Linked DNA regions of Gossypium hirsutum: region 1 is linked to region 2. The links are chromatin contacts, called in public Hi-C maps. All regions are on one chromosome and are shown on one strand. The core of a region is the stretch at or near the end of the contact, and the rest is flanking DNA. Distances in the headings are between cores, read along the strand shown. Region 1 holds the start of LOC107914556 (CBL-interacting serine/threonine-protein kinase 14). Region 2 holds the start of LOC107914547.

Region 1 (7,141 bases), core at 3,981-6,480, 270 kb after region 2:
TAGGATTTGACGAAACTGAAAATTTGTAGAATAGTTTTGTCATCCTCCTTCCACAATGCCGGGAAATTTTTTCACTAACTTTCTTTTTCATATCACTGACAGACAGAATCCTATTGAATCTCATCCCAATTTTTTGACGAGTTTCAAAAATACAACCAACAGTTGTTTCTAAAATAACACCATCAAAATGAATTGCTGCAAAAAATTGATTCTCTATTTTTTTTAAATTACAAAAATAAAACAAAAAAACCTTAATAAAATAACAATAAAAATATAATAATTAGACCATAGCAAACAAGATAAATTGTAATATAAAAAATTAAAATACCAAAACAATTAGTGAAGAAACTTAATTGATAGGGGAGGAGAGGAACTTCAAAACTTAACTGCAATGGATGGGGGGAAGGGAGGAGCTTTAGATTTTTTTTTTCTCTTTGCAATGGATGTTTGGGGGTTGGAGATCAAATCAACCCCCTTTTATAATAATAAATAATATAATAATCAAAAAAATTTAACGGTTAAAAAAATTGGTAAAATAATTTTTTTGGGTATTGGAACTCAAGCCGATGACCAATCACTGCTTGCCATGGATGTGACTCGTCAGTCACGGGCCCGGGTTCCAATACCTGAAGAAAATTATTATACTTGTTTTTTTACCGTTTTAGCTTTAATTTTTTTTAAATATTCGGGTGCAGCTTGACTGATTGACGGCACCAATAAAAAATTATTATTCGTTTTTTACCGTTTTAGCTAAAAAAAGTTTAAAAAATATTTGGGTGCCGCTTGACAAATCGATGGCACCAATAAAAAAATTTATCTTTTTTGTTTTTTCATATACCGTTAAAAAAATTGTATTTTTGGTATTAAATACGGGTGTCACCGATTGGTGAGGTAGCACCGATATTCCATTGTTGCATTTACCTATTCTCGTAAATATTAATCCCCTCATCCTATTCTAATATTTATTTATTTTTATATTATTTAAGAAAAAACCCTTAATATGAAGTATTTAAATGGATAGGTATGTGTCCCACACTTGTTGATAGCATGTGAAACTAAATAAAAAGAAAATTGACAATGAATTTGCAGTAGAGATTTCCGGAATGAGTAGGCAGAAGATACCTACCAAAATGAAGATTCTGGGAATCCACCATTGGTGACTTCTTTGCTGTCATATTTTTTGGCCATATATAATTCAAAATTCAGTAAAACAATTAAATTATTATTTTCTGTAGGGTCATCCTATTTCTCAAGTTATCACTTCTGTTTCTTTATTTCAATTGAACCAAAATTATTTAATAATTAAAATGTCACAATTAACATTTTAAAATTTCCTACCAGAATTACATTCAATATTTTAATTATTTGATCAAAAGTAAAAATGTAACAACTGTCGGTATCATATATTTATACACAATTAAAGTAAGTTTTGTTGGCAAAGTTTATTGGTTGACACTTGGCAATATTGTTAGAAGACACATGTAAGCTCCTCACCTGAATTTTAGTTTTCCAAAGATTTCTGTTATTTACTATAAGAGCAATCAAATATTTTGCATTGATTTTGGATTTGAATAATGGATTTAATGTCTTCTTTTTTTCAAAAAAAAAAACAAATCAAAATCGTTATTTTTGTCAATCCAATAATTATCATTAACACTAAGTATATGTCAACTCAAAATTTAACATTTAAATGACAACACAAACATTGTTGATTTGAGAATTGGGAGTCATGGATGTGGTTGATCAACACAACTCCATTAAACCTACTTGTCACTTGAGCATGGAAATAAATAAATTTGCAGCTGAGTAGTAATGCATATACAAATTAAGTAACTAAGCATGCTATAAATTCATTTATAACCAAATCTGTATTTTTTTTTGTAAGTGCTCTTAAATTGAGGTCTAAATTCTATTTTGTCAAAATTAATTCTTAAACTTGACAAATGTTAGAGTTTGAATTTTTTTTTATCCAAGTTAGTCTTTAATATGTCCTTAAAAGAAAGTGGATCAAAAAAAGTTCAAACCTCGATATAAAAATAATTTTGAAGTTAAAAGACTAACTTAGATAAAATAGAGTTTAAACTCTAACGTGTGAGAACAATTACCTAATTTAGGACTAATTTAATCTTAAAAAAATTGAGCTCCTAAGAATCATTGTCAAGTTAAGACATAAAAAATAATTAACCCTTTAATTTATATTTTAGTACGTAAAGTTGTGGCAATTACTAGTTGTCGAAAGTGATGAGTTTCTAAAACTCAATTTGTTTTTCCTTTGGGGGATTCAATTTCATACCTTACCAATAGAAGAGAAATTATATTATATGCTATTGTTGGTGAAAATTTCAGATTTCCCAAGGAATTAACTAAAAATATGGGTTAACATCGATAAAAGTATCATAAAGGCTTCTATATTAGAAGTTGGATTGCATTTTAGCCACTCTACTAAAAATATGGGTAAATTAGTTCTCGTATGTTAGATCAAAGAGAAAATTGGCCATTCTGTTAAAAATTTCATCCATTTTTACTATTAAAAATGGGGTCCCTATACGTCAAGATAAGGTACACGTGACACCATGTGTCATTGTCTAGTTATTTTATCAGCCACACCAACTTTTAACAGTACAAAGGGATGAAATTTTTAACAGAAATTACCAATTTGCTCATTGATCTAACTTACATGGACTAATTTTTTGATTTTTTTAGTAAATGGGCAAATGCAATTTGACTCCTAGTACAGGGGTCTCCATGGTATATTTACTGGTTAAAACCCACTCCATTACTTTTTCATTTATTAATATTCAACACAATAATCATCACCATTCAAATGTATAGGACCCATGTAGGACTTATCTTTTTTTTTAAAGGAAAATTTCATTAATTCATTCCATGAATGAGACTAGAGGTGTGCATAGGCCAGGCCGAGCCGGGCTCAACTACAAATTTAGGCCCATTTTTTAGGCTCGGGCCCAGCCCGGCCTAAAAATTGGGCCTAAAATTTTGCCCAAGCCCAACCCAGATAAAAATGCTAAAACCCGGGCCCGACCCGGCCTGTCCATATTATTTTTTATATAATTTTAAAATATATATAATACATCAAAAATACTAAAAATATCAAAATAAATATTTCCCAATAAATTGAAAATAAATTTTAAAAAATATGTATACTTAAATAACACTAAGATAGATGCAACTTAACAAACAAATGCCTCTAAAATAATAACAAAATTAACAAATGTCTTTAAAATGATAAAATAAGTTTTATACAATGTCCAAACAATAACAACAAAATAGTAGCAACATAATAGTAAAATGGTCGCAAAATAGGGAGAAAACAATAAGAAAATAATATTAAAAAAACCAGATTTTTTTATCCTTTAGTAATTCGGACCCGGGCCAAAAATGACTTACCCAAGGCCTGACCCGTTTTTTAAATGGACCTTATTTTTTTGTCCAAGCTTATTTTTCGAGCCTATATTTTTACCAAAACCTTCTCACATTTCGGACAGGCCTTCGGGTCAGGCCGGTGGCCCGACCCATAAGTAGGTCTAAATGAGACCATACAATTCGGGGAAAAGAAAAAAAAAACAACAAACACCCATTGTTGGCGATAAAGGATAAGCTCCATCAATAAGACAAAGGCTTAAACCTTAGCATCAATAAAACATTATGACATGTTGACAATCAACTCTGTCACAGCTCAAGCATGACATATCTGAAGTGATTGCAATCAGTTAACATCATGAGGAAATCAGCCTTGGATGGTCTCAAACGATAGGGCAAAATTAGCAAAAAAGTTGAACATCCACCAAAATTGGAAAGGGCAATGACAAAATCATCCCTAAAATCACTTGCAAAAACAATACTACATGCATAAGCAAGACTAAAACACTTATACTAAATACGGCAAAAACTTCTAAAAGTGAAGACTTATTAAATAATGGAAAAGAAACAAAAAAAACATATAGTACTTAAGACAACATTGGTCTAAATCGACTCGTGTAATCTTTTATTATTCTAAAATACTCTCAAAATATTAACAAATAAAGAAGCTGATGAAAAGCCACCATTTGAATACCTACAACCAACTCAATTTCCAAGAGAAACTATAGGTAGCCATAGAGATTTAGTGAAAATAGACATTGTGTCATCTATCCATCGCAAATTGTGAAGATAGTGAAGATATTTATCAAAAAAAATATGCAAATGGAAAAGAGAAACGACATAGAGAGTGAATGAGGAGAATAAAGAAAGAGAGAGTTGGTGGGAGGAAAAAAAAAAGCAGGCAGTAACTAGATACGAGACTGGCACCGTTGATGGGTAAAACAATGAAGAAGAAACAAACAACTTGAAAAAAAAAGAGAAAAGTTTAATCAAATGAATATTAAAACTTATTTATTAAATGTGAATATCAACTTGTTAACGATGATTAAAGGATAATGAATAAAAATATTTTGACAAATTTCTCCTTTTTAAATAAAGTAAAATGATATGTTTTTTTGGAGCCAAAGTAAAATGAAAGATATAGGTTGAAACCGTAAATTCTCGTTTTCTCTTTCTGTAGTTAAAATAGAAATCGTCAGTCATTAAAATTTGAAAAAAGGTTCACATTTGTGTTTGACAGATTCACGAAATTCGTTAATCCCTATGATTTGGTATTACTATATTTTATTGAGTCATTTTAACATCAACTTTACACAAACTTATGACACTTGGGTGGCTGAATTTTGTCCTTGGCTTTGCTCTCACACAAGCTTTAAATTTAAAATTATTCATAAATTGTAAAATGTTTTCAAAAAAATAAAATGATAATTTTAGTCATAAAATAGAAAATTTATTTGGAGGATAAAATATAATTTTATTAGAAAATATATTTTCAAAAATCAAAATTAAAATTTTTAACTGTTTGCCTTGGATTACAGTTTTAGTTTAAAATTTAATTCAATCACAACTGTTTGAGTTGATGTGTGATTAATTGGTAATATCTATGCTACTATACTAATTTTATTAAAAATTATTTATATTATAAAATAATAAATATTATTTTGATATAAAATATTAAGGTGCAGATGAGGCTAAACGATTTCTCCAAGCCGTGAATGTAAAAATATATTTAATTAGAATTAAACGTTCAAAGAAACATAAAAATCCACGTGTCCAGTTGAGTGAAAAGACAAAAGTAACCCAATCCACCATTGATAAATAGCTTCAAAAAGCAGTCCTATTCAGTTGTCATCAAAGCTCTCCCCTGTAACAAAGTTTCAGTTTAAACTTCCCTGCTTCTTTCTCTTCTTTGTTTTTTTTTTCAATCTTTTCCTGTTGGGAAACATTTAATTGTTTGTTTTCCTAGAAAGAGAAGGTTGAACCCAGAAAGGAAAAAAAAAAAGAGGGGAAGTGGAGTAAACCCCCTTTTTCTTTTTTGAGTTAGACTTTTTTTAATACTCTGTTTCATGGGGGTGTTGTTAAAGATTTAACGGAAGGTTGGTTCTTTGGGTTTGACAACAATGCCGGAAATGGAAGAGGCGGGCAGTTGCAGCAGCATAACCAGTGAGCTGTCGGATATCACCTTGTTTGGGAAATACGAAATTGGGAAGTTACTGGGATGCGGGGCTTTTGCAAAAGTTTACCACGCTCGCAACGTGAGGACAGGGCAGAGCGTGGCCATCAAAGCCGTGAGCAAACAGAAAGTTGTGAAAGGCGGGTTCATGGAGCAGGTCAAGAGAGAGATCGCTATCATGCGACGGTTGCGCCACCCTAACATTGTCAAGCTCATTGAGGTGTTGGCTACGAAGGCTAAGGTTTATTTCGTCATGGAGTTCGCCAAAGGCGGGGAGTTGTTCACCCGGATTGCCAGGGGACGTTTCAGCGAAGATCTCAGCCGTCGCTATTTCCAGCAGTTGATTTCAACCGTCCAATTTTGTCACTCGAGGGGCGTCTTTCACCGCGATTTGAAACCCGAAAATCTCCTCCTCGACGAAAACTGGAATTTAAAAGTAACCGATTTCGGACTCAGTGCGGTGAAGGAACAGATCCGACCCGATGGCCTCCTCCATACTTTATGCGGAACCCCAGCTTACGTGGCGCCTGAGGTTCTAGCAAAGAAAGGATACGACGGTGCCAAAGTGGATGTTTGGTCATGCGGCATCATTTTATATGTCCTCCACGCCGGATATTTGCCGTTCAACGATCCCAATCTGATGGTGATGTACCATAGAATCTATAAAGGCGAATTCCGGTTCCCGAAGTGGACGTCCCCTGATCTCCGGCGGTTCATATGTCGGCTTCTCGACCCTTATCCTGAAACAAGGATCACCGTCGATGAAATCATGAACGACCCTTGGTTCAAGAAAGGTTACAAAGAAAACAAATTCCATGGTGAAGATTTTGAATATAAAGAAGAAACCCAGGGCCCGGGCACCAAGTGCTTAAACGCCTTCGATATAATCTCATTTTCATCCGGTTTCGACCTCTCCGGTTTGTTCGACGCGGCAGAGCTTTCAGTCCGAAGAGAGCGGTTTATTTCGGGGGAGAAACCGGAAAGAATAATAGAGAGAATCGAGGAAGAGATCAGAGGAATGGAGAACGTGAAGGTGAAGAAGAGAAGAGAAAATGCGATACTATTAGAAGGACATAATTGTGATTTTGTTCTCGCCGTAGATATACTTCAGCTAACTGAAAATTTGGTGGTCGTGGAGGTGGGGCGGCGGGAGATTAACGTCGAGCCAAGCGGCGACATTTGGAAAGATAAGTTATGGCCAAAACTTTCCGATTTGGCATATAGAAATTAAGCAAGGCAAGGTAGGTTTCTGGGTAATTAATAGATGATGAAATTGTGAAGTCTTTACAGTAAATCAGAAAACCTGCCGGGAAAATGTTCTCGGCGGTTGTAGTATACTATGTACATATACAGCCAGAAAAGTTAAAAACAAGGAAACAAAGCAAAATGTGTATGTTTTGTGTGATATAATAATGTCTTGTGTAAATTGTCCGACAAATCGGAGCAAATCCAATTCACCGACCGGGTTTCCTGTATTATATTTTTGCCCGGATTTGAACTTTGATTTCAAGTTATTCCTATTAATTCTCCCTTTGCTTTTTAGTTCACTTCATTGGGTTCCCTTTTTTTTAAAAGAAATTGTCAATT
Region 2 (7,494 bases), core at 1,358-3,857:
AATTCTCAAGTTTTCAGAGGTTAAAAGCTAGGTATTATTAAGCACTTAAGATACAGCACGGATACAATCTCCTTAAGGGGTGAGCGTTTGATCGAATCGAGTGCAAAAATTTCGAATTAATCGAGTTGACGAGACGTATTTTATCATCCTAACTTTTTGAAATTTTTTCGAATCAAGTTGAGGGAAATGAAATTCAAATCGAGTCGAATTAAATTAAGTGAAATTGTTCTAGTTAAAAAAATTAAACAAGTCAAATTAAAATCTTGCTACAATGTAACTACCATATTAAAGCATATAAATTTAAAACCATATATATTTGAAAACTAAACTTGAATCATTAATTAACTTCTTTAGGTTCCAAAATTATTATTTAGAAATTTTTTAAATTTTTTACTTTCTTTACATATTTAGAATTTTTTTAAAATTTTTATAATTTTTTAAAATATATCAATTTTAGAATTTTTATAAATATTTTGAATTTTTAAAAATTATTTTGAATTTGTTTTTTGTAATTTTTGTAAAGAGGGACCAATTTACTAATTTTCAAAATTGATAGGACCAAAGGGGTATTCAAACCAATCTATTATTTGAGTTATTCGAATTTTTTGTGTTATGCGAATTGTATAATTCAACTCGACTCGAACTTAAGACATGAATTACTTATTCAAGTTAACTAGAAAAAATCGAATAACTCGATTTGATTAACTCGAAATTTGAATTTTTTTTTAAATTGAATCGAGTTTTGCTCGCCCTAGTCTCCTTTGCTTTAAATGATAATATAGGTTTCAAAGTATATTCTCCTACGCTTCTGAAAACTTGAAGGCAGACTAAATTCAGAACTAGACAAACAATGTGCATGTGGAAGAGAGATTTCAACAACAAACAAACTGACCAGGTGTATCTGACAAGCACATGTTTTGGCCAATGTTGAGGATCCCAGAATTGTTTACGAATATTTGGATGAATTTCAACATCTGTAGAAGACAAACGTAATCAGTTCCCAGTCACCCACCGGAAAATAAATAAATGAATAGTTATGATCTCTTTGAAGTACTGGATATGCTACTCTGAAAATAATGAATATGAAGAAATCTCTGCATACAATTTCACAGATGCACAAATGATGCACAACACAACAAAGCTGTGAATCAATTTACAAAAGCAATAACTCTCACATCTCTCCTGATCCAAAAACAATTTTGACCACAACTTCGCTGCAAGCATCGTAGACTATTATAATTTCCTAATACACTCTTACATGTTTCTCTATTTGTTAGCAAACTAGTACCACACTGAAACATATAGATAAGATTACATACAGTGATGAGGCATATCTACAATTTTAGCAGTGACACCATGCAAATCACCACCTGAGTACCTCTGAACGACACAAAAACCACAAGAACTCAGTCAAATCAAGCAAAATAACTAGACATGTATCAGTCAAGAAGTTACGATTTCCAAAAGCAAAGGGGTAAAAGCTACAAAAATATCTTACCAAATGCATGTCAATCATTGGAACTTCAGAACTTTTACGATTTATAAGAAAAAGCCAAGGAACAAGAAACTTCTCCTTCCCAACTTGGAATGATCTAGACGTGAGTCAAACATTGTAAAACACGGATTACTATAATAATTTCTAAAAATATTGAACTTATGAACTACAAAAACATTTTATGCAGAAGCAAAAGATAGTTGCTAAGAAAAACTGTTGGCCTTAGTTTATGAGAAAAAATTAGGAGTGGAAAGCAAAGGATAAGAATATACCAAAAAATGAGCCCAGAAGTTAAAGCTCAGGTCTGAATCTCAGACTCATTATTCGGAGTATGAAAAACGCTTACTCGAAAAAAGCTGAATGAAAATACATTTTTGGGCTCGAAAACATTTCATTCATGAATCTGAGGAATTGAATTCGATGGTTTCAATTTTCTCTTCGTTTAGCTATCGGAACCCTAGAATTTGCAACTAATGCCAAACAAAAAAAAAAAGAGGTTGAATTAAGAAAATCATAAATTTGAGTAAATTCTTACATTTTATAGGGATCAGCTCCCGTGTAACCAGTCGGCTTTGCTATAGGAATTAACACCTGCAAATTAATTTATACATAAATAAAATTTTCAAAAAAGAAACAGAAAATGGGGAAGGTTGAAGAAGAAGAAGAAGAAGAAGAAGAAGAAGAAGAAGAAGAAGAATACCTCCCGATTAACAGCAAAAATTGGGCAATGTTTCCCGATCACGTCATGCCAAACAGTTCTAGACTGAAATTAATCAAATTCAGAGATCTTAACTTCAAAATTAGATTAAAAACTTTAAAAAAAGAAAAAAGGAAAAGAAAAGACAACTGACGGAGTGGTATTGACCCATCTTGCTCATAGGAACGATGTCCCCTGGCCTGTAAGCAACGGAAATAAAAGGAAGACAAAGTAACAGCAAAACTAAAAGACACAGCGACGCCATTATTCTGCAATGTTCTCGTCAGCCGCGTTTCTTCTCTCCGCCAAGAGAATTCCGAATTACTCAACACTTGTTCCTTTTTTTATTCATTTCTAACTTTTGCTTCGATCGAGTCCACCCAGGCCAGGGGCCTGAGCCTGTTACGGAATACGGGCCAGCAGTTATCCTTTCCTCGTTTCGGTCCAAAAATAATGTTCATGCATAATAAAATATGTGGTAATTTTTTTTATAAATAAAATGATTTAGAAAGTGAAAAACTGACCAAAAATTTATAATTTAAAAAAGTAACAAATGTTGTCAATAATTCATGCCTTTAGCTTTTTATATGAATATCTTTTTTAAACATTACATGAAAGTTTGTTTTATAAGCAATATAAAATCACCTTTCAAAACTAGTTTCTATATTTGCATATCCATCATCCTACGTTTTTCTAAATATTTACAAAATAGTTATTAACATAACATCATAATGTTAAAGGTGTAATTTTCTGACGAAATTAATTGTCAGCTTATATCTATCCAAGGAAAAATTTTATATTATTTAATTTATAAATTAAGTTTTTCCAATTTTATTTTAATGAATTATCTACGAAAAAACCAAGATGAGTTTTAAATCATTACTAGATTTTATGATATACTCATTATATGTGTAAAATATTATGTATCAAATATATTTATTAAAAATTTATATAAAATCAATTCATATTTTGACTATAATAGTAAAATTAAATATTTATTATGCATGTTGTATTGAGCTCGATTTTTTATTTATTTGTTATATATAAAAAAATAAAAACATTCTTGTAAAAATGTATCTTAATTTGTATATGAAAGAGTAATTTAATAATTTCACAACGATACTAACTCAATAAAAAACTTAATATAAGTAAGTATATATAGATACATAAAATCCAATCTGGGAAAAAAACATATCTTATGTTAACAATTCATTTAAGACAATAGAAAAGTTTTAGATGAAATTATAAGATGTTTACGAAATTGAAATTGTTTGCAATAAATGTATTATATATAAGTTAAATAACAATATATTGTAATAGGAAATCCTACTTGACTTATACAATCCTTGCAACTTCTATTACTTTTTTCTTATGAATAAATCATTATAAAATGGGTAAGCTATCAAAATAGTTACGTTTGTTTACTTCAGGTTACATTTTAGTCACTTATATTTGAAATGTTACGTTTTAATCACTTACGTTAACGTGCTATAACATTTTAGTCACTGAGCTGTTAATTGTCATTAACGGTGTAACGGCAAGCTGACATGGCACATTAAATCATTATTTCAAACAAAAATTTTAGGTTAAATTATACAATTGGTTCTATTTCTTTTGTTTTGAGCAATTTAATTTTTTTTTCTTTTATGTTCTTTTAACTCTTTTTTTTCATTCTTTTCTGCTTCTCCCTCTATTTTTTCAGGTTGCAAATGCTTGAGCAGCAGCAACCGTATTTCTAATATTTCTTCTCTTGAAGCTTTTTTTCCATATAATTCTTCAATTGGATGCATGCATGCAGATACTTACTTCACTATCAGTGGGGAACATTGAAGGTGATATCCATTTTATAGACGTGCTCAATGCCTATGATATGCATGGAAGACTGAATAATTTAGAGTCCAAACATCATGCCCTGAAGAACTTTGCTGGCACAAAGACTTGCAGTCCTCAATATCTATTCCAAATTTGCCTGAATGCCTCGCAAGGTCCAAGGTTCAAGGCTGAAGTAGCAACCTTTGCCCTCAGCGAGTGCCTCTCAGGCTTTCTTTCTTCCCCCTCTCCAAACTACCAGGATGTGGCTCTCATTGTCCGAAGACTGATTGTAATAGCTAGTATTCACAAGGATAACACAGATGACAATGCAGTGCTCAGTATGTACAAGCAAGCATACCGAATAATGGTCGGGTTGAAGGAAGGGAAATATCCAACCGAAGAGGGAAAATGGCTCGCAATGACTGCAAGGAATCGGGCAGCCATACCTATAAGAATGAGACAGATCAATGTGGCTAAGAAAATAAATGGAAAAAAAATTAAAATAACATAAAAGAAAAAAATTAAATTGCTTAAAACGAAAAAATATGGGGATCAATTGTATAATTTAACCTAAAATTTTTCTTTGAAATGATGATTTAACATGCTACGTCAACTTACCATTACACCATTAACGGCAATTAATGGCTCAGTGACTAAAATGTTACAACACGTTAACATAAATAGCTAAAACGTAACATTTCAAACATAAATAGCTAAAATGTAACCTGAAGGAAATAAAAGTGATTATTTTAATAGTTTACCCTTATAAAATTCTTATTGAGAACAAAATATTAATACTAAAGAACAAATATTAATAAAGTAAATTTGAAAAACACAAAAACAGGGGTGTAGTTAGGGGCTGAGAAGGCCCAATCCTCCGTAAAAGAGAAAAATTTTTCATTTAACCCTTTTAAAATTTTAAAAATTTTAAATTAATAAAGATAAAATTATACTTTAACCCATAAAAAATGATAAAAATTTGATTTAATCCTTTAAAAATTATAAAGTTATAGGCCATTAAAATGATAAAATTACATTTTTACTATTATAAAAATTACGATTTAATTTCAACCCCACAACCTCCGACACAAAAAATTGGTCACCATATTATGAATTTCAAAGTTTATCAACTCAAAATATAATTTTCAAGAAAGTTAGTGGTCAATTATAATTTACCATATTTTAATTTAAAAAAAATATAAAACTGCGTGAACAATTCTACATGATACGTTGGATAATGTGGTTATTCCACGCGTTTACTGACATGTGTTTAGCCTTGCCATGCCATCTAATTGTTAATCTCTTAAATTAGTTAACCCATATTTTTAATATCTTTAATATTGATGTTTAAATCTATAATTTTAATAATTGAATGATCAAATTCAAACCTCTCAAATAATTTAATGATAAATAAATTTAAATTTATAATTTATTCACAATATATGGTAGCTTTCATAATTAAAAGATAAATAACTACAAAAAAATAATATATGGTGAATAATATAATAAGTTACCAATAAATGATAATAAATGTTAAATAACAGAATAGTAACCAAAACTTTGTGAAAAGATGATATAATAGTAATGAATGATAGCATAGAAATAAATTATTGATTACATACCATTTTTTTTCATAAATTAAATAGTAATTATACTTTAAAGTTTTATAATATGATATTTAATGGACTAATTTATTAAGTTGCATATTTTAAAATTTAAAAATATGTTAACTTATAATTAGTTTTTAACTGACATAGATTTTTGTTAAAATTATTAGCAAACAATTTGCATAAATGATTGATAATTGCCGTGTGATTATCGAATGATGTGCAAGTATACACAATCGTTAGCAAATAATAAAGTATTGAGTTAAGAGTGTCGTCTCCACAGGCGATGTTTAACTAAGGCAAATACTGTGAAATTTATTAAATGACAAGTTGGTGACAAAAATAATTAAGAAAGAGTTGAGTTAACTAATTACCCTAAATAAAATTATTGACTATGCTTAAAATAAATGAAAGTATAACATGGAATAAACAACGGCAATTCTGTGACGCCCCAAACCTGACCCGATTCGTCGAGTCCAGATTTCGAGTGTTACCACACAATATACTTAACATTTTAACAATATAGTTTACAATTTCTCATTTCTCTAATTATTTTATTTAACATGTTAATTGAAAATTTTACTATTTGAAAACAAAGGAAATATCTTAAAATAAGTTGTTACATCAAGCTGGGTACAACTATCTATAAAAAATGGAAGTTTATTTCACACAAACTCAAAAGGCGTGTTCCAAGACTACGCCACATATCCACTGTATGCATAATAGCTCACTCCACCACCACCTTGGCATACTCCTGCCGTTGTCCCTTTAGGCGAAGTCTCATTTCAAGTCCCTGAAAAGCAATAACAAATCTTGTAAGTACATGAGTATTTAGTGAGCTTCTCACAACAATACCTTGATGGATACTTTGCAATCTTAGAAGAACTGTTGTGTCAGCCAGTATTCTGCATCATTTATTTCGACGAATAACAGTACAATTATATCATATTCCTATCCGCCAGTTATCATGCTCTTGTCATATTCAATCTTCCTTATCTAGTTAACTGAGGAATCCTTCCCAAACATTCTATACATCTCTCATCACATAATAAATTCTTTGCAGACATATCGTACGAGTCCATTTGCAACAACCATGCCTTAACACAACTCTTATTTCAAACAGTTGTTCATTGACATTTATCACGGGCGGATACATAAATGTTTGGTGAATATATATGTAGAACTAGATACCATCAATTTCATCTTCAGACATATCCTGGTTCAACGCTACACATACTCGTGCTGAAGAGTATTGCTTAGACCATTCAAATGAATTCCATATCGTATTATATCAGAATCCTATAACTCAAGATAACACTAACTCAAATTTAGAATAATTCCAGAAGAAGATACAGTACCCCTCACTTTCTATATTTACAGATCATCATAACAGATACCCTTCTTAATATACAATTACACATCTCTTTTTCATGGAAACCCTTAAGACTTATTCGCTCTTAACTTAGAACATATCAATACCTCATCTTAACCATACTTATTACAGAACCAAAAGAATTTACTCTTATCTTACCATAGAGACAAGCATTCAGATTCAAATCGTACCAGACATTTCTAATATTTCTCACCACATAGGCCTAACAGAGCACGCCATACATGCAATCATACAGATTTGCCACCAAGGAGACCCATTCAGAGTACGCCACAAAGGTGATCCATTCCGAGTACACCATGAAGGTGATTTATTTAGATTTTCTCAAGCATTAAATTACTATTCAAAATTATGAACTCAATGCTTTTTCCTAATGAATGTGCACTTAGTTCTTCCCAATCAATTTTAGTTTCCCTCAATTAATGTTAAGCAACAATCCTAAGGTTTAAATTATGTCTTCATATATTGAAATCAATAAATCCTCTCCACTAAT

Evidence for each region. Hi-C and Micro-C count contacts between places; a contact is called where the count stands out from the background.
Region 1: a Hi-C map of leaf shows a contact between it and region 2, with 2.8 times the contacts expected there. The contact joins the promoter of LOC107914556 here to the promoter of LOC107914547 in region 2. A contact is called at or near these places in 6 of 34 Hi-C or Micro-C datasets (hypocotyl and leaf).

Annotation. Positions count from the first base shown.
Region 1 is chrD10:19,804,633-19,811,773 of Gossypium_hirsutum_v2.1, forward strand. LOC107914556 (CBL-interacting serine/threonine-protein kinase 14) reads left to right here and starts at 5,231. Exons shown (of 1, transcript XM_016843498.2): 1 at 5,231-7,078. The coding sequence starts at 5,502. The coding sequence ends at 6,785.
Region 2 is chrD10:19,537,398-19,544,891 of Gossypium_hirsutum_v2.1, forward strand. LOC107914547 reads right to left here and starts at 2,608. Exons shown (of 9, transcript XM_016843487.2): 1 at 2,347-2,608; 2 at 2,196-2,258; 3 at 2,031-2,086; 4 at 1,499-1,592; 5 at 1,320-1,380; 6 at 893-974. The coding sequence starts at 2,457.